Linked DNA regions of Mus musculus: regions 1 and 2 are each linked to region 3. The links are chromatin contacts, called in public Hi-C and HiChIP or PLAC-seq maps. All regions are on one chromosome and are shown on one strand. Each heading gives the region's core, a stretch centred on a gene start, on an enhancer-like site or on the middle of the called end of the contact. The rest is flanking DNA. Distances are from core to core; before and after follow the strand shown. Region 1 has its middle 2.8 kb from the start of Gm5079. Region 2 overlaps Sobp (sine oculis binding protein). Region 3 overlaps Sobp (sine oculis binding protein).

Evidence for each region. A called contact is a pair of places that touch in the nucleus more often than the background predicts. HiChIP or PLAC-seq counts read pairs in DNA pulled down with a chosen protein or histone mark.
Region 1: a contact with region 3 is called in an H3K4me3 HiChIP or PLAC-seq map of forebrain, with 2.6 times the contacts expected there. The contact joins two enhancer-like sites. A contact is called at or near these places in 1 of 15 datasets of contacts at CTCF or cohesin (the NIH/3T3 cell line), 7 of 484 Hi-C or Micro-C datasets (cochlea, embryonic fibroblasts, embryonic stem cells and 4 more), 7 of 115 datasets of contacts at active chromatin or transcription factors (embryonic basal ganglia, embryonic forebrain, embryonic hindbrain and 4 more) and 2 of 9 other capture datasets (embryonic stem cells and embryonic tail).
Region 2: a Hi-C map of cortical neurons shows a contact between it and region 3, with 2.1 times the contacts expected there. The contact joins two enhancer-like sites. A contact is called at or near these places in 7 of 484 Hi-C or Micro-C datasets (cerebellar granule neurons, cerebral cortex, cortical neurons and 2 more), 10 of 115 datasets of contacts at active chromatin or transcription factors (embryonic basal ganglia, embryonic forebrain, embryonic hindbrain and 6 more) and 1 of 9 other capture datasets (adipose tissue).

What each region holds. Positions count from the first base shown.
Region 1 is chr10:42,992,003-42,996,016 of GRCm38.p6, reverse strand. No RefSeq gene overlaps it. Among named protein-coding and RNA genes, the nearest start is that of Gm5079, 2.8 kb to the right of the region's middle. Within about 2 kb of position 1,821, at least 50 of the 459 cell types and tissues checked have an H3K27ac peak or open chromatin away from gene starts, as enhancers often do. A contact at or near this core is called in embryonic tail and forebrain, where this site is marked.
Region 2 is chr10:43,019,181-43,023,396 of GRCm38.p6, reverse strand. Sobp (sine oculis binding protein) reads left to right here. Exons shown (of 7, transcript NM_175407.3): 6 at 479-2,415. The coding sequence ends at 2,404. Among named protein-coding and RNA genes, the nearest start is that of Gm47815, 14 kb to the left of the region's middle. Within about 2 kb of position 1,911, at least 71 of the 459 cell types and tissues checked have an H3K27ac peak or open chromatin away from gene starts, as enhancers often do. A contact at or near this core is called in cerebral cortex, cortical neurons and forebrain, where this site is marked.
Region 3 is chr10:43,153,266-43,157,098 of GRCm38.p6, reverse strand. The region is part of intron 3 of Sobp (sine oculis binding protein); the gene reads left to right. Among named protein-coding and RNA genes, the nearest start is that of Gm51799, 9.0 kb to the left of the region's middle. Within about 2 kb of position 1,793, at least 125 of the 459 cell types and tissues checked have an H3K27ac peak or open chromatin away from gene starts, as enhancers often do. A contact at or near this core is called in cerebral cortex, cortical neurons, embryonic tail and 1 more, where this site is marked.

The sequences.
Region 1 (4,014 bases), core at 572-3,071, 160 kb after region 3:
TGCCTCCCCTCCATTTTTAGCTTTTTAACCTAACTACCGCACATTTTTAGCTCTGTTCTTTGTGAAATGCTAACCCAGCCCCGGGTTTTCGTTTTCCGGGTGTCACTTTTCAGAAATTGTATATCTGCATAGCAACCCCGAGAGGGCTGCCTCTGTCACGGTATCACATGTCAGAAAGATGAAAAGGGCTTCAAATCCAAGCTCTCCACAAACTTGGCCCTCCAATGGGCAGGCAGAACGCCTTGGCCTTCACATAAATGGCAGCAGAGACGTTGTCGGGCCAAAGAGGTGCAAACTTTTATCTTGTTGATGACAGCAAACGACACATGACCTCAGCTCACTCGGTGGGGACGATCAAACCAGAAACAAAGGCCATATTTTTCTCTACTCTCGTCCCTGCTGTCAGCTTCCAAGTGCAACCTGAGCCTGGATTCCGAACCCAGTGTCCAGATTAGAGATTGTTGACTCAGATTTAGTGGTGAAATGTGAGCCCGGCTCTGCCGATGGCAGGCCTTGAAGGCGCAAGTTTACTTAAGCCAAGAAAGGGATTGTATGTCAGACTAGAGCCTGGCTTTTCTTTATCACAAACTTCCTGGTCTGCCTCTGTTTTAATAGTTTCCACCAGAGAGAGAGAGAGAAAGAGAGAGAGGGGAGAGAGAGAGAGAGAGAGAGAGAGAGAGAGAGAGAGAGAGAGAGAGAGAGGAGAGAGAGCCCTTCTTCCATCTCTTCAATGTCATGAATCAGGATATTAACAAGTGTGTAGCTGGCCTTTGCCACAGTAAAAGACACTCAGCTTTCTGTACTTCGTTCTTTCTGGTGGGCAAGGCATAATAACCAATGCAGAATCCATTCAGAACGATGAAAAATGGATTTGACCTCACCATTTAGAGACTCTTTCCCGATACTCAGGCTCCAGTGCTGGTTACAAACTCGCCCTTGGAGAGAAGGGCGAGTCATTAAGAGAAGTCATTACACCGACTCCCCATTGCCCGATCCCTGCCCTCCCCCCACCCCGCTCCCCCTTTTTTTTTTTAACTTTGGCATCCTTCTGGCTTTTCCTTGGCTTCTGATTTCAACCCTCGTTTAGATTCTCTGCGCCTTCAGTAATTTATGTGCAAGATATTTTCCCCAACCTCCAAATGTTTTTCCATTTGGCAAAGTGTGTCCTGAAGCCTCCACACAATGTAACTGTAGAGTTCATTTCTGCTAGAAAACATAAGCCCGGTTGATGGAAAAGCCTGTGCAGCCAGCGGCAGTGACCCTGCGGCCCCAGGCTGTCACAGACTGATCCTCCAGGCCACCCCTGGGGATGCGAGGGGGAGGGTACCGAGAGGAGTGTCTTTTCCAGGTTGCCACAGATGCTTGTCTTCCTTCCACCTTCCTTGTCTCCCGAGAGGGAAGCGCTCCTTCCAAGTGCCTTTCTCTATAGCTTTTGGACGCTTCGGGGTGCCATATGGAGAATCGTTTCCTCAGTCTCCTGATGGCTTTTACATGAGCAGCCATAATTTGGATGGTTTCCTTCAGGTCTGAGGTCCCTACGGTATCTGTTATGGGGTGTGGGGAACAGTCATTGCAGTCAGCCCCGTGCTGCTCTTCATTGGTGCAAAGCTCCACGCCCCTCTTGGCAGGGAGGTGCAAACTCGGGAAGGGGCAAGGCAGAAGTCCACACATCACTGGACTGATTTCCGTTAATGACTTCTCAGTCCCGAGTCACAGATTTAGGACTTAGGCTCAAACCAAGACAGGCAGTGCCTTCCCTGACGCAGTACCTGGGCTTTTCCCTGGGGCTCGCCTTCTCCCCATCTCCCATCGGCCAAGCATGGGTGGTCTGGGACCCCTCTGTGACACATTCGAAGAGGTTAACGAGCCGGTTTCTGTCCAGTCACTCAGAGGCCATAACTAGACAACATTTGGCTTCTGAACTGCGAGCTATCATTCAGTAATGGGCACTTTTTCTTCCTAAACCGTTCCAATAGAACAAATTCTCCCTGTATTCCTGTGTTCTGAGGGAAGCACGTGATGCTGTGTTCTCTCAACTCTTGACCCAGTAATTTGTTGATTACGTAAGCAAAGCAAAGATGGAGAGTCCTTCTAATAAGGAGGCTGGACAGGGAGGTATTTTTGCATAGCTGACCCAGCCTAACCTTCCAGGAGTCCCTTGACTCTTACCAAGGGCAAGGTGGATAGAATGGATTGCTGGACTGCTGTACACTACTGAACTGGCTGTGAGAGAGGAGTGGACCGTTTTGCTTACAATCATCTATAATAAAGATCCCCCAAACCGGAGTATTGGAGATGGGTTGGCTCCAGCAACTCACTCAGCTGTATTTTTAGGCTTTTGTTTAATCTTTCTTGATTGATAAAGTAATTATCAAAACTCGTTAGAAAATAATAGCCAACTGGTGAGAAAAAGAACAGTTGGGAGGCAGCTGAGCGACGCAGGCAGGTTCCAGTGTAACCCATGAAAGTTCCTCTTCTTCTGCCTAGGAACTGGGTGGCAGGGGTTGAGCTACCCAGCGCCCTGGCTCCACTAAGGCTCCCCCACCCCTCAGTGTCTAATTAACTCTCCTGCCTCTCTGCCTCTCCTAACCTCTTCTCCATCCCTCTCGGCTCTGAAGCCTTCTGCAGGCCAACCAGAACCCCAGCAGATGTTTGTGTTTTATGAGCCAAATGGAAGCCTGAGAATCAACTGAATGCCAGTCCCACTGAGAGGAGGAATTGGGCCATTTGATACCAGAACACAGAATGCAGGCTGTCCAGCAAGGCTGGGCCTACCAGAGAGCAGAAGGAAACCCAGATAATGAGCTGGCATAGCCCACATTCTGGCCCATTGCTCTGTCCTTCTGAAGAGCATGCAGAGGCCTCTAATGTAGGCTCAGGGAGGTTGGGGTAGGCCTTCCACAAGCCCACCTCCCTGACTGATGGTCCAGGCCTATAATGACAGCCCCTGGTGCCAGAACACCATGTGGCACCCTGACTGGTTCCTGGCATGGGAAGGAACAGTGGGTTGAGAAAGCCCTACCATCGAACCAGCTTTGAAGTGCCATGTTGTCTCCTTAGAAGTCCCTGAACTCTATAGCATGGCGAGGCCAAGGCAGGAGAACAGACAGAGCAAGGTGGACCGATGGAAAGGCTAGTTCTCGTGTCTTAGCTCCACCAATTACCGCTGTGTCGTTGGCTCTGGAGGTCTGTCACGTCTTCAAGGCTCTAATTCTCCATCAGGGATAGGCAGATTCTAATAACTATCACTGAGGTTACTTCTGGGATCAGTCAAGAGCGTGATGGCTCTGGAACTGTGCGTCCTTGGCTCTGTCGCTCATCTTTCCCCCCACTGTGTGGCCAGGTGACTTGAGCTCAGTCAATGAGAGGCTTGGGGGGAGGTATCTCTCTATCTCTTTGTTTCTGCTTCAGACATCCTCCCAGTAACAGCATCTTGTCTCCATGTCTCCATGGTAACCCCTTAAGAGTGGCTGCTCTGCCGATGGCCTCCCGTCCTCAGGTCACCATTGCATCTTCAGCTCGCCATCACCATTGTAACCTACATGGGTACTCTTAGATGTGAATGCCTTGGGGCTTCCTAGTTGGGTCAGAAAAGAACACGTGAACGTGTGTCTCACACTTAGGTGGAAACATATTTCGAAGATCTCACCCTATAGCATAGGAAGGGAAGGGGCTGCTCACCGTAAGTATGGAATTCCAAGTCTAACCATAATGATTTCAGGGTCTTTCTGGTCCAGTTATCAATCTACAACTATTTCCAGTAGGGCTTTTCAAATTGGAACTCAAGAAAAGAAAAGGAGAAAGAAAAAAGAAAAATTGAATAAAAAATCCCCATGTGTGTGGCTTAAAAGAATAGCATCTCAAAATAAAAATACAGACTATAATGAAAAACAAAAGCCCACTGGACTATTCCCAGGCACCTTCTGTCCCCATGCTCCTTGCTGGTGACACTGCTGGTGGTGTGGGCTGGTATGCCTGAACCCCCCAAGGTTGTTATCCCCCTGAGCCTGGAGA
Region 2 (4,216 bases), core at 662-3,161, 130 kb after region 3:
CTTCCCTCCAACGTTATATAGATATGTATTTACATGAGCCTGTTAGGCAAGTGAAAATATGAAGACAAGTGTACTGAGTAGGTGTCCTAGGTATACGTACAGGGCAGGTGTGCAGGGCAGGTGTGCAGGGCAGGTGTGCAGGGCAGGTGTGCAGGGCAGGTGTGCAGGGCAGGCGTACTTCATAGGAGCACTGGGTAAGTGTCCTGGACAGGTGTACTCCATTTTGTCAGAGCCATCTTTGAAAAGGGGCGGCGGGGGGGGGGGGGAGAATGGTTGTTGCTAATTTTGAGGATCCTATTTATAAAGCAAATTCTTTATTTCATAAATCTTTCAGAAATGTACCCTGTAAAGGGTACCCTTCAACTTATTTGGGAAATGATGATAGAGTTTAATAGAGCCTTTATGTGAAACATGAAACGCCATGTACCCAAGAAAGTTGCTTATCTTACCTGTTGTGGTTTCTATTGCTGTGTTGTAGGTGTGTGACTGGTGTAAACACATAAGGCACACAAAAGAATACCTGGATTTTGGGGACGGGGAGAGAAGGCTTCAGTTCTGCAGTGCAAAATGTCTCAATCAATACAAAATGGACATTTTCTACAAAGAGACACAGGCCAATCTTCCAGCCGGGCTGTGCAGCACACTCCACCCTCACATGGAAAGTAAAGCAGAAGGCACCGGGGTGCAGCTGCTCACGCCAGACTCTTGGAATATCCCGCTAACAGATGCTCGGAGGAAAGCCCCTTCCCCCGTGACTGCAGCTGGCCAAAGCCAGGGCCCCGGCCCATCCTCGTCCACCACCGTTTCTCCATCTGACACTGCCAACTGCTCTGTCACTAAAATCCCCACGCCAGTGCCCAAGTCCCTCCCCATCAGCGAGACTCCGAGCATCCCTCCCGTCTCGGTCCAGCCACCTGCTAGCATCGGACCTCCACTGGGTGTCCCGCCTCGCAGCCCTCCCATGGTGATGACCAACCGCGGCCCAGTGCCCCTGCCCATCTTCATGGAGCAGCAAATTATCCAGCAGATCCGCCCGCCCTTCATCCGCGGACCACCGCACCACGCCTCCAACCCCAATAGTCCCTTGTCCAACCCCATGCTCCCGGGCATTGGGGCCCCGCCCGGAGGCCCCAGGAACCTAGGCCCCACTTCCAGCCCCATGCACCGGCCCATGCTATCGCCCCACATCCACCCCCCAAGTACCCCTACCATGCCTGGGAACCCCCCAGGGCTGCTGCCCCCGCCGCCCCCGGGCGCGCCCTTGCCCAGCCTTCCCTTCCCTCCGGTTAGCATGATGCCAAACGGCCCGATGCCGGTTCCCCAGATGATGAACTTCGGGCTGCCTTCGCTGGCCCCGCTGGTGCCGCCCCCCACGCTGCTCGTGCCGTACCCAGTGATAGTGCCCCTGCCGGTGCCCATCCCTATCCCTATCCCCATTCCCCATGTGAACGATTCCAAGCCCCCCAACGGATTTTCCAGCAACGGGGAGAGCTTCGTTCCGAGCGCTCCGGGCGACTCATCGGCGGCGGGAGGCAAGGCTGGTGGACGCTCCCTGTCCCCGCGGGACTCCAAGCAGGGCTCTTCCAAGTCAGCCGACTCGCCACCCGGAAGCTCCGGCCAGGCTCTGAGCCTGGCGCCCGCGGAGCGCGGTCGTGGGGAGGTGGTGGACCTGACCCGGCGCGCAGGCAGCCCCGCGGGTGCGGGAGGCCAGCCGGGCTTCGCGGGCGTGTTGCACGGCCCGCAGGACGGCGTCATCGACCTGACCGTGGGCCACCGAGCCCGGCTGCACAACGTGATACACCGTGCGCTGCACGCTCACGTCAAGGCGGAGCGCGAGCCGGGAGCCGCGGAGCGCAGGACCTGCGGCGGCTGCAGGGACGGCCACTGCAGCCCGCCCGCCGCCGGCGACCCCGGCCCGGGCGCCCCCGCGGGCCCCGAGGCCGCTGCCGCCTGCAACGTCATCGTGAACGGCACCCGCAGCGCCCCGGCCGAGGCCAAGGGCGCGGAGCCCCCGCCGGAGCAGCCGCCGCCCCCAGCCCCTCCCAAAAAGCTACTGTCGTCCGAGGAGCCTGTGGTGAACGAGCTGGAGTCGGTCAAGGAGAACAACTGCGCTTCCAACTGCCACCTGGACGGGGAAGCGACCAAAAAACTGATGGGGGAGGAAGCCCTGGCGGGGGGCGACAAGTCGGACCCGAACCTCAATAACCCCGCGGACGAGGACCACGCCTATGCTCTGCGGATGCTGCCCAAGACCGGCTGCGTGATCCAGCCTGTGCCAAAACCCGCGGAGAAGGCTGCCATGACGCCGTGCGTCATCTCCTCGCCCATGCTCAGCGCTGGCCCTGAGGACCTGGAGCCTCCGCTCAAAAGGAGGTGCCTCCGAATTAGAAACCAGAATAAGTAAAAAAATAAAAGGTTTGTATGTCCACCTGGGCGTTCCTCCAAGAGACAGCGCCCCTCACCTTGCTTGTTAGAGGCGGAGGTGAGATGCAGCCATCGTGTCACTTACCGCTTTCTCTGAGCACTCTGGGTGGCCAGGTACCATCAACGTTTTGATCCAATACCTATGACAGCTGGCAATGCTATTTAGTACACCATTAGCAGTTTACAGCCGAGAGACAGTTAAGAGCCAAGATCACTCAAGCCCTTGAACCTGAGTTGAAAGCACACTCTGTTTTGTGACACACTATTTTCTTCTTTTCGGGTTCATACCTAATTTATCCAACTGGAAAAGGAGGCATGGGAGGGACGATTACTTGAGGAATCTTACTGTTCAGTTAGGAGGTTGCAGAGCAGTATTGAAATGTCTGGGTAACCCATCAGTGGGCGAGCACCTAGAGCTGGTAGTCCATTTGGCAGATGACTCTTACTCTAGCTTCTCAAGATAACCATATCTGTGGGCTAAAATGAAAAACTAGCCTTACGGCCAACCTACCACGCCCCCCTTTCGGGTACTCAGTGGCTGAGCTGGTGAGTCTCACTTCTACGTGTAGACCTTAATGAAGTGGCAGGCATGTCTCTGTACCCTATGACTGCTGTACCCTACTTAATATCCAGTGAGCCAACAGTTCTGTGAGATGGCGGGGACCACACATGAACCACTGTAGCGACTCTTGCCAATCCTAGTGGAGTAGGCGTCCGGTAGCATACTACCAAGAAGGAAGCTGTGACTTGGAAATATTTGCTCAGTCAGAGCTTGTCGGTGGCGGACCCGGTGTTGACTTCAGGCCTGTCCATTCAATCGCAGAGGGTGAGCTCTCCCATCTATCCAAGCAGGCAACAAGCCAAAACATTGGTTTGTTATAATAAACATTGTTTATTAACCGATTACAGAAAGAAGAGAAATGGGTGTTCCTCCAGCATTTAACTTAGACACTGCTCCTTCCCTGGGCTGGGGACACACAGAAGAATGTGCAAAGTAGGTTGACTACGTCCTATGGTGGGGGGGGGGGACGAGGCCTGGGGGAGGGGAGGAGGACGAGTATCTTCACAGGGTATGCAGGCTCTTCTGGGTGTTTCCCCATAATATTTCTTTGGAGCTATCTCCAAAGAAACAGCTAGCTATCTTCATCCTCCTAGTGGAGAAATAGGATTGGGGAATTTGTCCAAGATTATCTAACTTGTGGGCAGAGTTTCGATTCAAATCCAAGTTGTGGAAGTCCAAAGCTTAATTTCCTTTTGAGCACCGTAGGAGAATCGTCTCACTAGTCCCTCTGTCACCACATTTACAAAAGGTCTCTTATCACCTTGAGGCAAAGTTTATAAAGCACAGCAATGAGCCTCCACTTACCAACTCGCCCGGTGTACACGATCCGAGCCCACCAACCTCTTGCTTTCATGGTGGGAACGTGAGCACTTGGCTTACAGCCAGAGTGGAAGCCCTGAACCAGAGCTAATGGCTAGTGTGAGAATCGTTTCTTGGCCACCATGGTTTGAGGTCTCCTTTCCTGCTGGTGGCTTTGCCAGTGGGGCCAGAACACCAGAGATGAGGCCACTCTTCTTTCCTCCTTTAGCCTACGATGCCTTCAGTCTGAAGGCAGTGGTCTTGGCCTTCTGGAAAGCATGCCAACTGAAAACACCCCAGATAATTTAATCTGCTTGACAATGCTTTGAGTGACCCCCCCAAAAGTGAGAACCTTTAGAAAGCACTGGGACTTGTCACTCACACACACACACACACACACACACACACACACACACTCAAGGAAGAATGGGA
Region 3 (3,833 bases), core at 544-3,043:
AGCAATATTTATACTAACACTAACGCTGTGTTTATATTTGAAAGGATAGACATTCGTGTTTCTGTAACAGTGAGAGCATTTTCAGGTACAAATGTCTCAAGTTTGTGTTACATTTGGCCACATTCTCTTATTGGCCTATTATAGTTTAACAAATAAAACTGACCTATCATATAGAGGTCATTTGAGATATTATTTAATTAAAACTTATTGTCATTAAAATCATTGTTAGTCCTAATTACTAATATAATTAGTGTATCATATAATATTTCCCTTATTAGTGATCCGATTTTTCTTTGGCTGATGGTTTAATGAAACAGAGGGAACCGCTGTTTATCTCCCAAATACATATTTTGTGCAAACCACTTGGTGAGAAAAGGGTAGGTAATTTCTTAACCTGTAGAGTTCCCGACTGGTCGCATGTTCTGCGGCTTAGCTGAGGGTGCCTGCTGGGTGTATTGAGTGAGTTTGATTAAGTAGGAGGACCGAACAGACTTCAGACCGAGAAGACCTGTTTAACTCTGGCCTGTTCACTCACCAGCTCTCTGAAAGGGGGCAAGTTCTGCCAGCTCTATTTCTTTCAGGTTCCTCATTTTTTTCCATTAATTTATTTGTTTATTCACTTTACAACTCAGTCACAGCCCCCATTCCTCCTGGTCCCCCATCACACAGCCCCTTCTCTTGCCCCCTCCCCTTCTCCTGACAAGGGGGAGGTGCCCCCTAGGTACCAACCCACCCTGGCACCTCAAGTCACTGTAGGATTTGGCACATCCTTTCCCAATGAGGCCAGACAAAGCATCCCAGTTAGGGGAACAGTATTCATAGGCAGGCAACAGAGTCAGGGTAATCCCCCACTCCAATTGTTGGGGGATCCACATGAAGACCAAGCTGCATTCTGATATGTATGTGTAGGGTGGGGGTGGGGGTGGGAGTAGAGGTGGGGGGACCCTAGGTCCAGTCTGTATATGTTCTTTGGTTGGTGGTTCAGTTTCTGGGAGACCCCAAGAACTGAGGAACCTAAAGTGGATAGGGACTCCAGAAGACACCAAGAGAGTAAGCTAACCTGGACCCTTGGGTGCTCCCATCTTCTCATTTAAAGAATGGGCTTACAGTCCTACTTCATGGGGTAGCTGCAGAGCTGAGAAAATGTACACTTAGCGCCTGGACAGCTATGACATGAAAGTTAACATACACCTTACCTTTACCCCCACACCCCTACCCCGCACCTTATCTCCCCGTCCTTTTCCTAATTCTGCACTAGAGTCTTCATGCACATCATCTTCGTGCATAGAAAGTTGTGCACCCAAGTGCAAATACATGGCCATTTCATTCTAAGCTGTATCAGAATAGTAGTGCTTATTAACTTGCCGTTACTTCCAGATTCCCCAGTGCCAGGAGATACAGCCTTTCCCTGCAAGTTCATTCTAAAAGCCCCTGCTGTTGGGGAAGACTTGATTACTTCCCTATCCTTGAGAATCTGTGGCTCTCTGAGTTTGATGACTTTTGGTGGGAATGTCCTAGCTAGGCTCTCAGGGGCTGCCATGTGAGGCACTTGCATCTCTTGCGGGCCTTAGAGGCTCTGTCTGGGCAGGCACTGGTTCCCGGCAGTTTCGTGAGCTAGGGCAGACCCTGGATCCCATTCACGTCTTGGCAGCCAGTGAGCCCAGTGGAGTGATCCTGACTGGGAACACAGAGGTACCACATTCGCTTGGATTTCCACTCCCTTTGCACAGCTGCGTATAAGAAGCATGCGTGAGCTCACTTCTGGGCCCAGGGAGTTGCTTTTCTGGCCCTGCTCCACCCCCTTCCTTTCTCTGGTGAAGGGAGCTCCCTGTGTTTCCATGATTACCTCGCTGTTGACCCTGCTTTGGCCTGGAATGCTTGTGTCCATTTTCCAAGGCCAAGCTGCCCCTCCCCCTCGGAGACAGCTTCTGGCCCTGGGTGTAGCATTTGTGACATCACAGGCGTTACTATGGCAACAGACTTGTTATAAACACAGGATAATAGCCCTGCTCTTGCTTTTCTTTATTCCCCCATGCCGTGAAGGGAATCACCGTGATCCTTAAATAATAATCACAGACTTTTGCTGCAGAGTCTAGGAAGTGAACCGAGAAAGGCTGCAGTGCAGCCGTTCAGAATGCTGTTAAGCGATATTAGAAAATATTAAGAAGAGCCAGCCGGTTCTTCTTATACTGACACATCTTTATCCTTTTAATTTGAGCAAATTCACAAACCTCTGAGGCTAATTTTTGAAATCACACTATGAACACAGTCTAAACTGTCAATACATATACACATACATATACATCATATACATATACATCACATACATATACACACACACACATATACATATGCATATACATATACATATACATATACATATACATATACATATACATATACATGATGTATATATTAGCAAGACGTTTGAAGTATTACTCAGGTTAATTGCATTATCACCTTGGTGCAGCTCTCATACTAGAAACTTTAGCACAGGCTCAATCCTTTGAGATTTCATTCAGAGAGAATTACGTTCCGGAAAGGCTCTGGTAATCAAGCAGGAAGACTATACAGCATTTCCCCACTGCATCTCCCTCCCCCACCCTCACCCCATTTGAGAATGGAAGCAAGGCACTGGGGATGGATTTTTTAATAAAAACTGCTTGCTAAGTAAGACCTTATAACCCCCCTCAATTACACACACACACACACACACACACACACACATACACGTCCAAGCCGCTGGCTAGACATTAGTCTTTTGGAATTGCTGAGCAGGCTTAGGTCTGTCGGTTGGCCTTATTCAGAGGTAGGTGGTTCAGTTGGGACCACATCTGGGCCCCTTTTTGTCTGGACCTTGCTTCATGATAATATTTTACTCACAAGAATTAAAAAAACAAAAAAATCAATGCAACCAGTAGTGTGAGTACTTTGTTCACCAGCAGATTCTGGTATCGAAAGTCTCACTGCGTTAGGAAACTCCAAGCATGAGGGAGTCTTGACAGGCCTCCCCAGAGGCTCCCAAGTTCCCTAGTTTGAATCTAGAATTGCTGTAAATCCCTGAATGCTTTAAAATGGAATGAAATGTGAAAAAGAGATACGCGTCTTTGATGCATTTATGTGGCCCTTTTGAATAGAGTGAGTGCCTTTTCCCTCAGATGACAAGTGCCCTGATTCTTATTTCCCACCACACTCCCCAGGGGGAGGTAAAGTGTGGATCTGTCTACACAGCACACACAGGGTTGTGTGGAGGAGTTTGGGACCAAACTCCCAAACCCAGTGTGATTTCCTGTACTCAGGCACATCTTGCCTTTCTCTGAAAACAGTGACCATTTCCTGTCCCCCAGGGTGGTTCCCACTCAGTGAGCTTTCTCAGTTTGTGCTCAGGCAAAGTCATGGAAATGTGAGATATTTTTCTTTAGAGCAAATCTTGAAATTCCTAAGTGGTTTTAAGAACTGGGCTCCAAGGAGAGGTTAGCTTAGCTGAGAATGTGAAACCCGGCCATGTGAGCTCTAAGCTTTATGTATATAGCGGAGGAACCCACAGTTAATAAGCATGCTACTTTCTGGCTCTTACAATTCTTACATGGACTTATTTTATCCAGAAAAGTGGGAATCAGAATGTGGTTTGCATTATGGTCATTATTTATTTTATCTGTTATTCAATAGTCTTGGGGCCTGCATGTGAGTGGTGTATTCCAAATAACCATTAAGAAAACAGGATTTAGTAAAAATTGCATTGGCATTTATTTATTTGTCCAACTCGAAATATGATTATTAAATAAAATTACCTAGACTTAATGGGATTTAGATGAGTTACTATTTATATACTA